Linked DNA regions of Nomascus leucogenys: region 2 is linked to region 1. A link is a contact called in public Hi-C data. All regions are on one chromosome and are shown on one strand. Each heading gives the region's core, a stretch centred on a gene start, on an enhancer-like site or on the middle of the called end of the contact. The rest is flanking DNA. Distances are from core to core; before and after follow the strand shown. Region 1 holds the start of TBX5 (T-box transcription factor TBX5). Region 2 holds the start of TBX3 (T-box transcription factor TBX3).

What was found. A called contact is a pair of places that touch in the nucleus more often than the background predicts.
Region 2: a Hi-C map of a lymphoblastoid cell line shows a contact between it and region 1, with 5 times the contacts expected there. The contact joins the promoter of TBX3 here to the promoter of TBX5 in region 1. A contact is called at or near these places in 2 of 4 Hi-C or Micro-C datasets (a lymphoblastoid cell line and an unstated tissue).

Annotation. Positions count from the first base shown.
Region 1 is chr10:81,590,010-81,596,203 of Asia_NLE_v1, forward strand. TBX5 (T-box transcription factor TBX5) reads right to left here and starts at 2,377. Exons shown (of 9, transcript XM_030821939.1): 1 at 1,751-2,377.
Region 2 is chr10:81,842,672-81,848,865 of Asia_NLE_v1, forward strand. It overlaps TBX3 (T-box transcription factor TBX3), which reads right to left and starts at 3,364. Exons shown (of 8, transcript XM_003274433.4): 1 at 2,008-3,364; 2 at 80-347. The coding sequence starts at 2,396.

The sequences.
Region 1 (6,194 bases), core at 1,127-3,626:
CTCTCTCTCTCTGAAATACAAGCCAACTCAGCTGAGCACAGTGACGTTGGGTTGCCTCGATGCTCACAAAGTACTGAAATCGCCTATCCAACTAGCTCCCACTGCACTCTGCCGCCCTCCCCCTTCTCTCTCCCTCCCACCCTCCCGTCCTCCCTTCCCCCCCCAACTTTTCCACTAGATTTCCCGAACACTCGAATCACAATACGACTCTCAACCCAGACCTGCAATAACTCCCTCCTCTCTACCCCTTTCCCAACCTCCATCCATCTCTGCTTCTCTGAGCAAGCGGTGGCTGCAAAAACTCCTGCACAAATCATTTCAAACGCGGTCGGCTTCTAACCGGGAAGTAATCTCAGTGACGCTGGCGGTGCAGAGAACCGAGTCTGGACGCACACACACAAACACACCGCGGGCCTCCGCAGCCTTGCAGACATTCTCTCCAACGCTGACCTCGAGAAGGAGAGCTGCCTGACCCCGCCTGGCCGGCGCTCGCCTTCCTGACATCTCCCCTCCACCCCCTACTCATCACCCCTACTCTCAACGACTCTGGGGTGAAGGCAGGGTAAAGGTGCATTGGGATGGGGGCCGAGATCAAAGATGCTAAGAAATCGCTGCGGGCCCCCACCCCCCACCCAGTAGGGCCACCAGACCTCCCCTGCTCCAGGTGTACACAAGGCAGTGCCCAGTTTTATTAAAATAATCAAACAGTCACTGGGGACTGGCTAGGGTTTTCATCTCCACTGGTCTCCTCTCCTTGCCCTTCCCCTCTCTGAAATTTTTTTTTTTTTTTTTTTTTTTTTTTTTTTAGGGTGAGTTGAAGAGGTCAATAAAAGCATAAACACAGTCAGTAGGTCTCAGTCTGAGCAGACCCAGATTGGGACACCAAATATTGGTGCTTGGAGTAAATGTCAGGAGTCCTGTTCTGTTTCCCATCCTTACCTCCTGTACCCCCATCATCCTGATTTTTTTAGGGTTCTGATAAGAGACTTGGGCCTGCAAGTCAAGGTCTGGAGAAAGGGATGGAGGGAGGAGAAATGTCCCGAGATCAGCAGCTGTGTAACCCTCCGTGGCTGTTCTGCTAAAATCCCAGGCCAGGCCATTGCTGCAAAATGATAAAGTGGAGAATCTCCAACCCTAAATATGGGGCAACCAGGGAGAAAGCCAGCCCTCCTTTGCTATGGTGCTCACTCCACCTTCCAGGTTTGTTTGCAAACAGATCTTTGCCCAGGCGATTTATTTATTTGTGAAAACACCCTCACCCTCCAGGTCAGCTTGGAGGCCTTTGGGCTTGCTAACAAGGCGACCTTAGGCCGAAGACACAAAAAACAAACATGGCATCGGAAGGAGGCTGAACTGCTACATCTCCGGTAGAGGGAAAGGGAAATTCAGAAAGACCTTCCCAATCCCTTTAAGTTCTCAGAGATTTGGGGATAAAATTAATTCCCATAAATAATCTTCAGGCCCCTCTAGAGAGGAAAAATCTGGACTCTCCCAGGTAATAGCCCAGCCAGATTTGCTTAGTTCATTGAGCACAGATGGTCTGGGCCACCAAGCAAAATAGGGATTTTCAAACCTTTCCAGAGAATCCATTCTTGCCAGGTGACACACGAAGCCATTCTTATTTCATTCATGAAAAGTAGCAGCACAGCAAGGAAAGATTCAGCAAGACCAAGACGGGGTGAAAAGCCAAGCAGGGCCAACTGCAAAGAGAAACCTATTTCCCCCCTTAGTCCTCCAGGGCGAAACTCACCTCCAGCTATCCCACCTCTTCTTCGTAGCGCAAAAGCCAGGAGTGCGCCTCGCTGGAGAGGAGGGCTCAGGTGAAGACTTTGAGAGGGACCACCAAAAGAGACCTCTTTAGGCCAGGTCTTCTTCCAACGTCTGTCAAGAAGAGCACGTACCTCCCAGCTCAAAGTTGGTTTGTGGTCTCCAACAAATTAAATATTACTGTTTATTACCAGGCATACCCCAGTAAAATAAAGAGGCAACCAGGCGATAGCGACTATCTTACCAGCCGCTGCACCTATAGGACTTGGAGACGTCACGAGTCACGCAACCGGCCCGCGCGCTGTCACGTTTGCCTGAGGGGAAGCGGCGAGAGGTTAATTTCTCTCCGTCTTCGCCCATCAGTGCCGGGTCTGCGCAGCCACAAGTCCCGGACGTCTCGGCCCCGGGAATAAATAAAGACATAAACCAACCCGGCTTTCTCCGGAGAAATGATGGTGATGAACATAAGACACAAATAGAGCCAAGATCGACTTTCTTAGGAAGGGGGAGAGGAGGGAACTCTTCACGAAGGGAGGTGGGAGTCCACCTCAGACCTCTATTGGAAGGAAATCGAGTTGTTCCGGGCGACTGAGGTCTCGTGCATAAGGCAGGGGATACTTATTATTAAAAAAAAAAAAAATCCCCCGCGGAGGAGCTCTTGGCAAATGAATATCGAGGCGCCGCTCTAGCTGGTTAGGCTTGGAATGCGATAACTCAGTGCCCTCTTGCAGACTTGCATAGAAATAATTACTGGGTTGTCGTGGAGGGGACACGAGACAGAGGGAGTTCTCCGTAATGTGTCTTGCTGAGAGAAAGGTCCAAGAACGCAATTCGTCCCAGAGTGGCCCGGCAGGGGCGGGGTGCGAGTGGGTGGTGGAGTAGGGGTGGGAGTGGAGAGAGGTGATTTCTGTAAAGAATAATTATTGCACCAGGGCCCGCCGAGGCACGAGGCACTCTATTTTGTTTTGTAATCACGACGACTATTATTTTTAGTCTGATCAATGGGCACAATTTCTAAGCAGCGCAGTGGTGGATGCGCGCAAACTTTTGCGCACCGCTGGAAACCCACTAGGTTGAGTTGCAAAACGTACCGCGTAGACGCCCCTGGTGGCGCCGAGAGAAGAGCTAGGCCTGCCCAGCACAGAGCCGGAGAGCGTCGGGCCTTCCGGAAGGGTAAGTTCTCCGCCAAGGGGTCCCGAGGGAGCTGGACGTCTGAATCTGGGCTTGCCCTCAGCTTCGGAGTTCGATTCTGGGTTTTGCGCGTCCCCAACCCCCAGGGCTTTCCGAAGCGTGGCCTGGCTCCAGTCTTGTCGGGCCTGGAACGGCAGCAAAATGTGCAGGGAGGCAGTCGGCCGGCAGAGCTGCGGCGGGAGCCAAGGTCAGGCCCGCGGGGAGAGCGGGCAGCTTCCAGCGCCGGCCACAAGCTCCCAGGCCAGCTGGGCTGCAGACCCCTTTGCTTCCAGAGAGCACAACCCGCGTCCTTTCTCTCAGCCAGGCTGCAGTGGCTGCCCCAAGCTTCGCTTTCGTTTCCCAAGTTGTTAATAACGATATGTCCCCAAATCCGAGGCTCGTGTTTGCTCCCAGATGCCAAGAACGCAACCCGAAATCCTTCTCCCAAACCCTAGTTCGACGAGATGAGTTCCTACTTGACCTCTGAGCCGAGGTGGGCCGGAAACCGAGGCCTAGGCCCCGCTGGGGCTGCAAGGAAAAGGCGAAACTCCGAGCGTAGCGTCTTTTCCGTGTGGTTCCTTTCTCTGGCATCCCGGACCGCGGGCCTTGCAGCCACCTGGACCGGCATTCAAAGGATTCTGCAAGTCCAGCTTCACATACTGGCTTTCCCAGACGTTCCGAAGCCCGCACCACGAACAGAATAAAGGAGAGACGAGAGATCGCAACTAGATTTGAGAATCCTCGTTCTTTTCCCTAAGCGTTTGGGCAGTAAACTCCGGAGCCGGCTACAGCGCGCATCCTCCCTTCCGCCTTTCGGAGAACTGTCGCTTTCCCGAACCTGCTCCCAGCTGGGTTTCCTCCCGAAGTTTATTTTTCTCATTTTGCAAAATTCCTGCTCTGATTTTAATACTGCAACAGGACAGCAGAGGTTCCTCTTTAAAAAGTCAAAACCCAAACCAAAGGGGCCCATTGCTGTTGATAACTTTTTTCTTCGCTTTCTCCTTCCGTTTTTAAGAAAGACACTTCCAAAACTACCCATTGTTTTCCTCTCAAAAGAGAACTCGCTTTAAAATGCATCCCCTTCTATTTCTGTCCCCATATGTCCCCACCTGACCCGGTGGCAACTTGGGGGTGTGGGGGTGGTGAAAAATAGAAGTGTGGACGGGGCTGGGAAAATGAATAAGAATTACAACAATAGAAATGATGACAAAAATAAACTTTGACCAATTCAATTTGCAAAAGAAAGGGTCGGTCTGAGGGTGAGACATTCCCTGGTTTCTCAAGGGGGCCACTTTCCCTCTCACCCAGTTAAATCTGGCTCAGTTATATTTTTTCCAGGAACACAGTATGTCTCTTCCCAATGTTTTATTCGGTTTCTGGTTTCCCCACTTTTGACCGGAAGTATGTGGGAAGAATACTGGCTGTTATTATTATGATTATGGAGTATCCAATACTCTCCTCCAATATTTCCACCAAGAATTATTATTGCTGCTCTCTTCATTCATGTTAGTGTTGCGTCGTGTGCTTTAGATGATAATCGCCCTCTTTACTCTCCAAGTTTGGAGGGTGAGGGTTTTTTGTGGTAGTGGTGGTGGTTGGGTTTTTCTTTGTTTTTGTTTTTTGTTTTTCCTGTTCAGGGTAATGAAATGAGAACTGGAAGAGGGGATGTCATTTCGAGGCCCAGCTGAGAAGGATCCCAATGCTAAAAATTTACACACTTCAAAGAGCAGAAAGGTGGAAGCGAGTGGTGCTTGGACACAAGGATGCCACTGTTCTTATCTCCTCCAGTTCGGCAAGTGCCTAGCCTAGAAAGGTGAGGGTCCCATCTGGGAGACCATGGAGTCCCCCCAGGGTCACATTGAGCCTAAGAACTTCAACCATCCTGCAGGTCAAAACCCACTGATAGGTCTCCCAAAATGTTTGGGGTAGGGGGAGGAAACATAGGGCATTCCAGCTCTGTAACCCTGCAAGAGAGAGACTCGAACTAATATGTCTAGGTCTGGGGTGAAGGTGGGGGGCCTGTCTGGATACCTCCTCCCTCAATTGAAGGGCTCGTTGGAAACATAGGAGCCCACTGCTCTCTGGGACTCTGGAAAGACAAATTTTCTTTGGCAAACGGAACAGTGTCGCGCTGTCGACAGAGCAGACTATTTTTCTTGTTCCCTCACAAGGTGGGGGTGGGGGGAAAGAAAAGGAAGCAAGAAAGAAAGGGAAATTAAATCCACACGTGTTAAGCTCGCTCAAAGGGCCAGAGTCAAAACCAGAGATGAAACATCGACTCCAGTCCTGGCTGCCCGCGGGCCTCTTTCCAACCAGCCAGGCCTCACAGAGCAAGGCATCCCCACTGGAGAGAATTCGATCTGATGTTTCATAAAGCACTTTATTTAAAGAGAAGTGGTGTGGGTCTGTCTCCAAGTCTATGCTGCAGAAATCCAGAATTTGTAGCGGCAAAGAAAACAAAGGAGATAGCAATTGTAATCATAATTACCCTCTTTATGAAAACTCATCTTGATGTCCTCCACATCAACCCAACAATTCAGGCAATATTCAAGCAATGGCCAAAATCATCCAGGCCATTGTTTTAAAAAATTCCTAAGGTCTGACCAGGCTTTCAGACTTGGGCCCAGCTGGGTCAAGAGAACCTGAAATGCTGTTGTCAAGAGACTCTGAAATCACCAGTTTAATCAGGACAGCTAATCTCTACATCCTTCATGCCTCTCTTTTGGGGAGAGACTTTCTTGAGAGAGGACACTACAGGTCTCAGCTACAGAGCTCTGGTATACATGGGTGGGAGTGGAGGCCGCCACCCCGCCTGGAACTGTGAGTGAAAACTCTAGTAATGATCTTGAGGAGGTGAAGGGAGGTAGGTGGGGGTGTGGGTGATGAGGGAGGCCAAACCCCAATCTGGAAGGATCTGTCACTGAAACAATTGGTTGGTCGAGACCTCTAATTTTTCTTCCTCTCCAGCCAGTCTCCTATGGCTCCCTGGTGCTGGGTTTCTGGCCTTTGGTGACATCCTGACAGAAGGGTCCAGAAGCAGGGACCCCAGACACCTTGCTCCCTCTCCCAAATCACACCCAAAACATATTGGGGTGGAACAACTGACAGAGGCTCTCTGTGGCGAGCAACTGACCAAAGTTTCCAGTGGAAAAGTTCCTGATGATTATTTCCGCAAGGACCTTGAATTTCCTGGTCACCATGACGACCTGGAAGTCCCACCGAATGCTCTTAACAATGGGGTACCCCGAAGACATTCG
Region 2 (6,194 bases), core at 2,114-4,613, 250 kb after region 1:
AACTCATGAAATGGGGAAGCACTGCCTTTGACTGAGTGAAGAAGGAGAAAATTTTACTGAAGAGAGCAATGAAACTTACAAATCCATGTTTGTCTGAAATGTTGTTGGTGAGTTTCAGTTTGTGGAAAGTGACGACTTTGGACATCCACTGTTCCCCAGTAGCGGGGCTGTCCGGGTGAATGTACATCCTCTTTGGCATTTCAGGGTCGGCCTTACCAGCCACCATCCACCGAGAATTGTGAAATTTATAACGACAGTCATCAGCAGCTATAATGTCCATCAATAAAATATATTTGGCTTTTTTATCCAGCCCAGAACATCTCACTTTAAATGGAGGAAACATTCGCCTATCAGAGGAAAAAATAGAAAAGAAAAAGAAAGATAAACCACCCATAATCTTGGGTTTGATTTCCTATGTATCATATAATATTGAAACCAAGTTTAAGACTTTCTACTGTGACTGATAAGCTTATATGTTTCAGAGTGAGGCAACTGGCTGCAAAATCGTTTTCTTCCACAATTAATGTATTAAATATTCTCAGTTTTGCCATATTTAGACGTCCCAAGGTTCAAAACAAATGCATTGTGGCACTGCATTTCTCTACATTGTCTAACAATTTCTTCAGTATTTTTTTTTCCTTGCTTGACTTTACAGATTGCCCTCCTGATAGCAAATTCTTGCCCATGTCTTTTTCTGTGGGTATCTAGTTCTAAACAGGTTGGGGTAAGATTTTTGTAAAGCATGGTCAGTTAAGACTAGAATTTTCCACCACCCATTGATGAGAAAATGTTAAACTTATCAAGGAAATGAACGTCAAGTTGCACCCCTCCCTGCTGCGGAATAGCAATCCCGCTGTGGGCGAAGTGAAACTGGACTTCAGTGAGTTCCCAGAACGAATTTTGCAGACTTCGGTGCACTCCCGGGCCTGATAACCGATCTGCCCATGGAGCTGCTAACACATTCCCCCACTTCCTAGGCCAGTCCAAAACTGCAAGACTGTGCCACCACATTGCTGTTAATTTCACAGAAGGGTTGGCATTCTGTAGTCTTGACTTAAAAGGAAGCAACGAAGCACTTTGCTGGAAAACTGACTAAATGTCTTGTGAGTTTGAGGAGGATTTTATGCCAAACTTTGGCCTCGTTTAGCTTGGAAGGAGACAGAACGCTTAAGATATCATGAAGGGAATTTTATTTTTATATCAACTTTATGCCTTTACAGGCTTCAATGCTATTAAAAAAAATCAGTGATTTTAAATGACTGTTACAGGATCTTCTCTTCCAGGCAGGTTTTGGTCAGGCAAGGACCTTTAAACATTATGTAAAATATGGTTGATAATATTGACACATTAAAAAAGCAGTGTGTGTCTCCTCACTGGCTCCTTAAGTCTGCAAACATAATCTTAAATTATGCAAAATTGCCTGCTGAACTCGCCCTTGGGTTACAGACACGTGAAGTAGTGTGGGCAAACAAACCAAAATGCCCTTCGATTTCTCTCTGACCAGGGCAGCAGCAGGCCCCTTTAGACCCAGAGGCTAGACTGGAGGGCAGAAAGGGCCGGGAATGGTGTCAGGCCCCCCGCTACTCACACAAAAGGAAAGGGCTTTTAGTTTTTCTCTCTGAGAACAAAATAAAACAGACAACACAACATCAACAAAGAAATAAGGATGTTCCAGGAGGGTTTGAAGAGTGAGTTTCTTGCAGTACAGTGCCTTTTTTTTTTTTTCTTTTCTGCTCCCTGCAGGGATGTCTACGCTCCACTGAAAAATTCTGTCTGTTCGGGAGGGAACCCAGGATGCAGACCAAATGTAAGACCCATGCAGATGCCCAGGTAAGCTGAAATTTCCTGCCACTGGGGCAGGGCCTGGAAGTCTGTGCATACATTTCTAGGGGAACTAACTTTTCGTCCAAGCCGTAATAACCGACCAACCGACTGTTCTGGGAGTAGAGAAATAAAGGGAGGAAAAAACTCTCCAACAGCTTAGGGGAGGAGGCCCCCACTGCTTACCTTCCCGACTTGGTAATGACCATCTCGGTGCCCCGCTTGTGAAACTGATCCCAAAGTTCTTTAGCCTCCAGGTGCACCTTGGGGTCGTCCTCCACCTCTTCTTCGGGCTCCATGGTCTTCAAAGGCCTCAGATGCGCCTGGGGCCCCAGGGAGGAGAACGGGATGCCGGTCTCGGCCGCCCCCACCAATTGATCCATGATCGGCTTGGCCAGGGCGCCCGGCAGCGAGAGCGCCGCCGCGCCGTTGGGAGGCAGCGTCAGCGCGGGGAAGAACGGCGGCTGGTGACCCAGCACCGCGCTCATGGCGAAGTCCGGCGCCCGGTGAGGTAGGAACGGATGGTAGGCCATGCTTGTCCCAGGAATGACCGGATCTCTCATGGAGAAGCTCATCCACTCCAGGCGGGGCGCTGGGCTCCAGCCGGGAACAAGTCCGCAGCTGCTGTGTTTTGTTGTTTTTTTTGTTGTTGTTTAACAGCAGCACATAGTTCAAAAGGGGGGAAAAAGCAAAACAAAAAAGAAAGAAAAAAGAAAAGGAGGCAGAAATCACAACTAATGCACTTCAAAGGGAGGAGGGAAATTGTCTTTTGGGGAATGAGAGGCCGCTTTTAAAGAGGGCAAGGCGAAAAATCAGCAAACATAGTCGTGCGGGTGACCGTCCTTGTGCCTTGCGTTTTTAAAAAGCCGCTCCTGAAAGTCGGTTTCAGAAGCGAGAGGAGCGAGCAGGGTCTCGACTCGCGTCCGAGCCCTGCCGCTGAGCTCGAAATAGACACTCCAGCCCTGCGTCCCAGGAATCTTTCTCCAGTCCCTAGGTCTTTTGTTGGAAATGTGAAAGGTTCTCCTAGAAGACTTTTTACCTTTCTTTTTCTTCTTCCCCCGCCCCCTATCTCTCTTCCTCTCCCTCTTTCTTGCTGGTGGCGTCTGCAGCTGTGCTAGACCCGGCTTTAACAGGGAGCGAGAGAGCGGAAAAAGTCTCTCTCCTTTTAAAAAAAGAATCTGATTTAAACCCCCTTCTACCAGCTCTATCAAAACTTGAACTGCAAACTGGCTTCCGTTCGCCCTCCTCCTCCTTCCTCTGCTCCGAGCCTCCGGAGGGTGTCTCGATTTCAATCCAAATCTTGCTGGGCTCTTCTCCCGTGCCTCTCTCTCTTCCTTGTCCTAAAACGTTAGCGAATTCGCTTCCTAAATCTGTGTCCAGCCGCGCAGGGCAGGGAGGATTTAGAGGGGGAAAAAAAGGAACGGAGGGAAAGAGAGAGGGGGGTAGAGAGAGAAAGAGAGAGACGGAGTCGGAGAGGGAGGGAGCGAGAGAAAGCGAGAGCTCCTCGCCACCCTCCGCCGCCTCTAGAATTCACCGGGCGTCTGCTCGGCGGCTCTAGAAGGTCGGGCTGCGCTGTTTGCTGCGGAGAGCCGGAGGCCTCTTGATTGGCTCTTTGACGCTTTCGGACCAATTGTGTTGCTGCATAGGCGTGGTTTTCACAGGTCGAGTGCTGGGGGATAGAGCTGAGTTATAAAAAGAAGGTGTCGGAAACTGTAACGTCGCAGCGCCGCATCGGTACTACTGCCTGTCCTGTGAATATGTCAACATGATCAGAGGGAGGGCGGGAGCCACTGGGGAGCGCGCGCACAGAGTCGCCTCTAGGTGGCTTATCGAGAGATCGCTGCAGCCCCTGAGCTCGCTCGCTCTGGTTCAGCCCACGTCTGAAATGCCTCAGTCATCCAGCCGGGGATCGAGGGAGGAGGCAGGGCCAAGGAGGAAGGGGGAGGGAGAGAGGGAGGGAGCCAGCGAGCAGGCGAGCCAGGCGGGGAAGGCGGAGAGCGCGCCCGGGCGCCGAGCAGGGGCGCTCGCCTCTCTTGCACTCCGCTCGCCTCTCCGACCGCCGCGGCCGGTTCTCTCTCCAGCTCTCCTTCTTCTCCCGGCCCCGGGTGAGCCGGGCGGGTGGCCGAGCCTCCCCGCGAGCTGCCATCCGGCCACTCGGTTCTACAAAAGCCGGCGGCAGCGGAGAGGCGAGCGCCGAGACTCCAGGCTTGCGTGCTCTCCAGCCCCACGTGGAGCCAAGCTCCGCCCGGCCGCCGCTAAAGGGCTCCCGTGCTCGGGTGTCTCGGTGCTGGTCTCCCCTGCATCTGGGCTGGGGGAGCACGCAGATGCGGCCACATCTCAGCACACGCATGTGTGGGCTTCCTCTCCACTGTGCCCCACCCGCAGCCATGTGCGGAGACCCAAACACCCCCGGTGCATCTGTACTCGAACACGCGCCAACACACTGGAACTGAACCATACACCGAAAAACACGTACACACAAACACGTACACAGCCTGCGCGGCTGGCCATGCCTGAGCTCCTGGGGAAGATGGACTTGGGATTTTTATGAAATGCATTTACCAGCCCTTTTGGATCTCGTCTTTCATTTGCATGCGGGCCCCCATATTCCACCTGGATGTGGGTGTGGGTGTAGAGAAGAGAATGGAGGATCTGGACAAAGCGAGCACAGCGAGAGACTGGGTTCTGAGCCTGTCCCCTCCAAGCCGCTGCCCTCACTTCGAGGCCCGGCTGGGTGCACAGCAGAGGGTAAGGGGTGGGCGAGTGGGTTGGGGGAGGTGCGCCAGCCTGGTTATCTTCTCTAGGCATCGCACTTATCTCTCGGTGCCTCAGTTCTTTCTCCACCCCGGGGACTTATCTGGTCAGAAGTCGGGGAGGGAGGGTGAATTTGTAAAACAAACCGTGAAACGCCCCCACCTCAGAGGCGAGATGACTGTTTTTAGTACGGGTAGGGTGGGGGCCTCCTCTTAGGCTGACGGGAGCGAAACGACCGGATCTTACCAATCGCCGAATTACTAACTCTGTTACCGCAGCGCCCGGTCGGGGTCAGAGGATTCGCCTAAGCCCACAGTTCTTGATTTTGGGGGCCAATGACTTGGACTATCCTTGCTTAGATGGAGGGAAATCTTGAAAACAATGTTCTTTTATCTTTCCTGCGATGAAACCTTCTTCGATGGAACGGGAACGGAGAAACGGCTGATCTGGGGGCTTAGGGGTTTAAGAGACCCAGGGCTTTGGATGTGTGTGTCTCTGTAGGCCAGCACAGGCCTCTGTCGCATTTTGCCTTGTGCACCCCCGCAACCCTCAGCAACCCTGAAACCCCAACGTGGCAGCAAGGGAAGGGTGAAAATGAAGTGATCTTGTGGGCCAACCACGCTGAGATAGGGGAGGACCTTTTGAGGCGACAAGCTTCTCCAGCCTCGCATTTTTGACGCACATGGTTAAGAGAGCTTGGCGCCAGCGTTGAGAATTCCCTGAAGTCACCAGAGAGAATAGTGTGGTTCTGCGAACTCCGTCTGGCTCGCCATCTCGCCCCTTTCTTTCCCCTTCAGTCTGTCTTTCTCTGGCGTCCTCTCTGTCTGTCTCTGCCAGTGGTTAAAATAGAGAAAAGAGAGAGAGGGAAAAAAATGAGGTAGTGGTGCCCCAGAGTGTTGGCTCATAACACCCCCTCCCGCATCCCCTCCGCCCCACCCTGAATGGTGCGAAAGGCCAGGCCATTTCCCGCCTTACACAGAACACGGAGATCACTGCAGGGTTTCATGAGTCTCTGGGGACCCCCCCAAAAAAAAAGAAAAAAGAAAGAAATAGAAAAAAAAGTGCACCCCCTCCCCCAGACTGCTCGCCTCCGGGACCTGGGGCCCCTTCGCTGCTTTTTCAAGAGCGGCCCCAAATCCCAGCGATCTGGTTTTGTCTGCCTCCCCTCGTAGTCCAATCTCTGCCCTACCACTTGGGGTGGAAGCAAAGTAGTTCTACAACCACACTGTGACCGACCCCCTCCTCACCCGCTCGGTGCCCCCAAGCGTCCCACGCACAGCAGAGAGACATTCCTCCGCATTCTGGCCAGCTGTCTGCTTTGGAAATGGGAGGGGAGCTTGCGGATTTTACTTTAAAATGTCTAGACTTGTTTTTGGCTCTGCGGGTGGACTGAAAGGGAGTTCTGCCCCTCACACTGTCCTCCTCCCTCAATTGCCTATTTTTTGCCCATAGCTCTAACTTAACCCTGGGATCACCCCAGATCGCTACTTCTGACCCCCATCTCCTCTCCCACCCCCACCTCCACTGCGCGAAGCAGAGAACCAGAGGAAAGTTTGCGGGGTTCGAATCGAAAATGTCGACATCTTGCTAATGGTCTGCAAACTTCCGCCAATTATGAC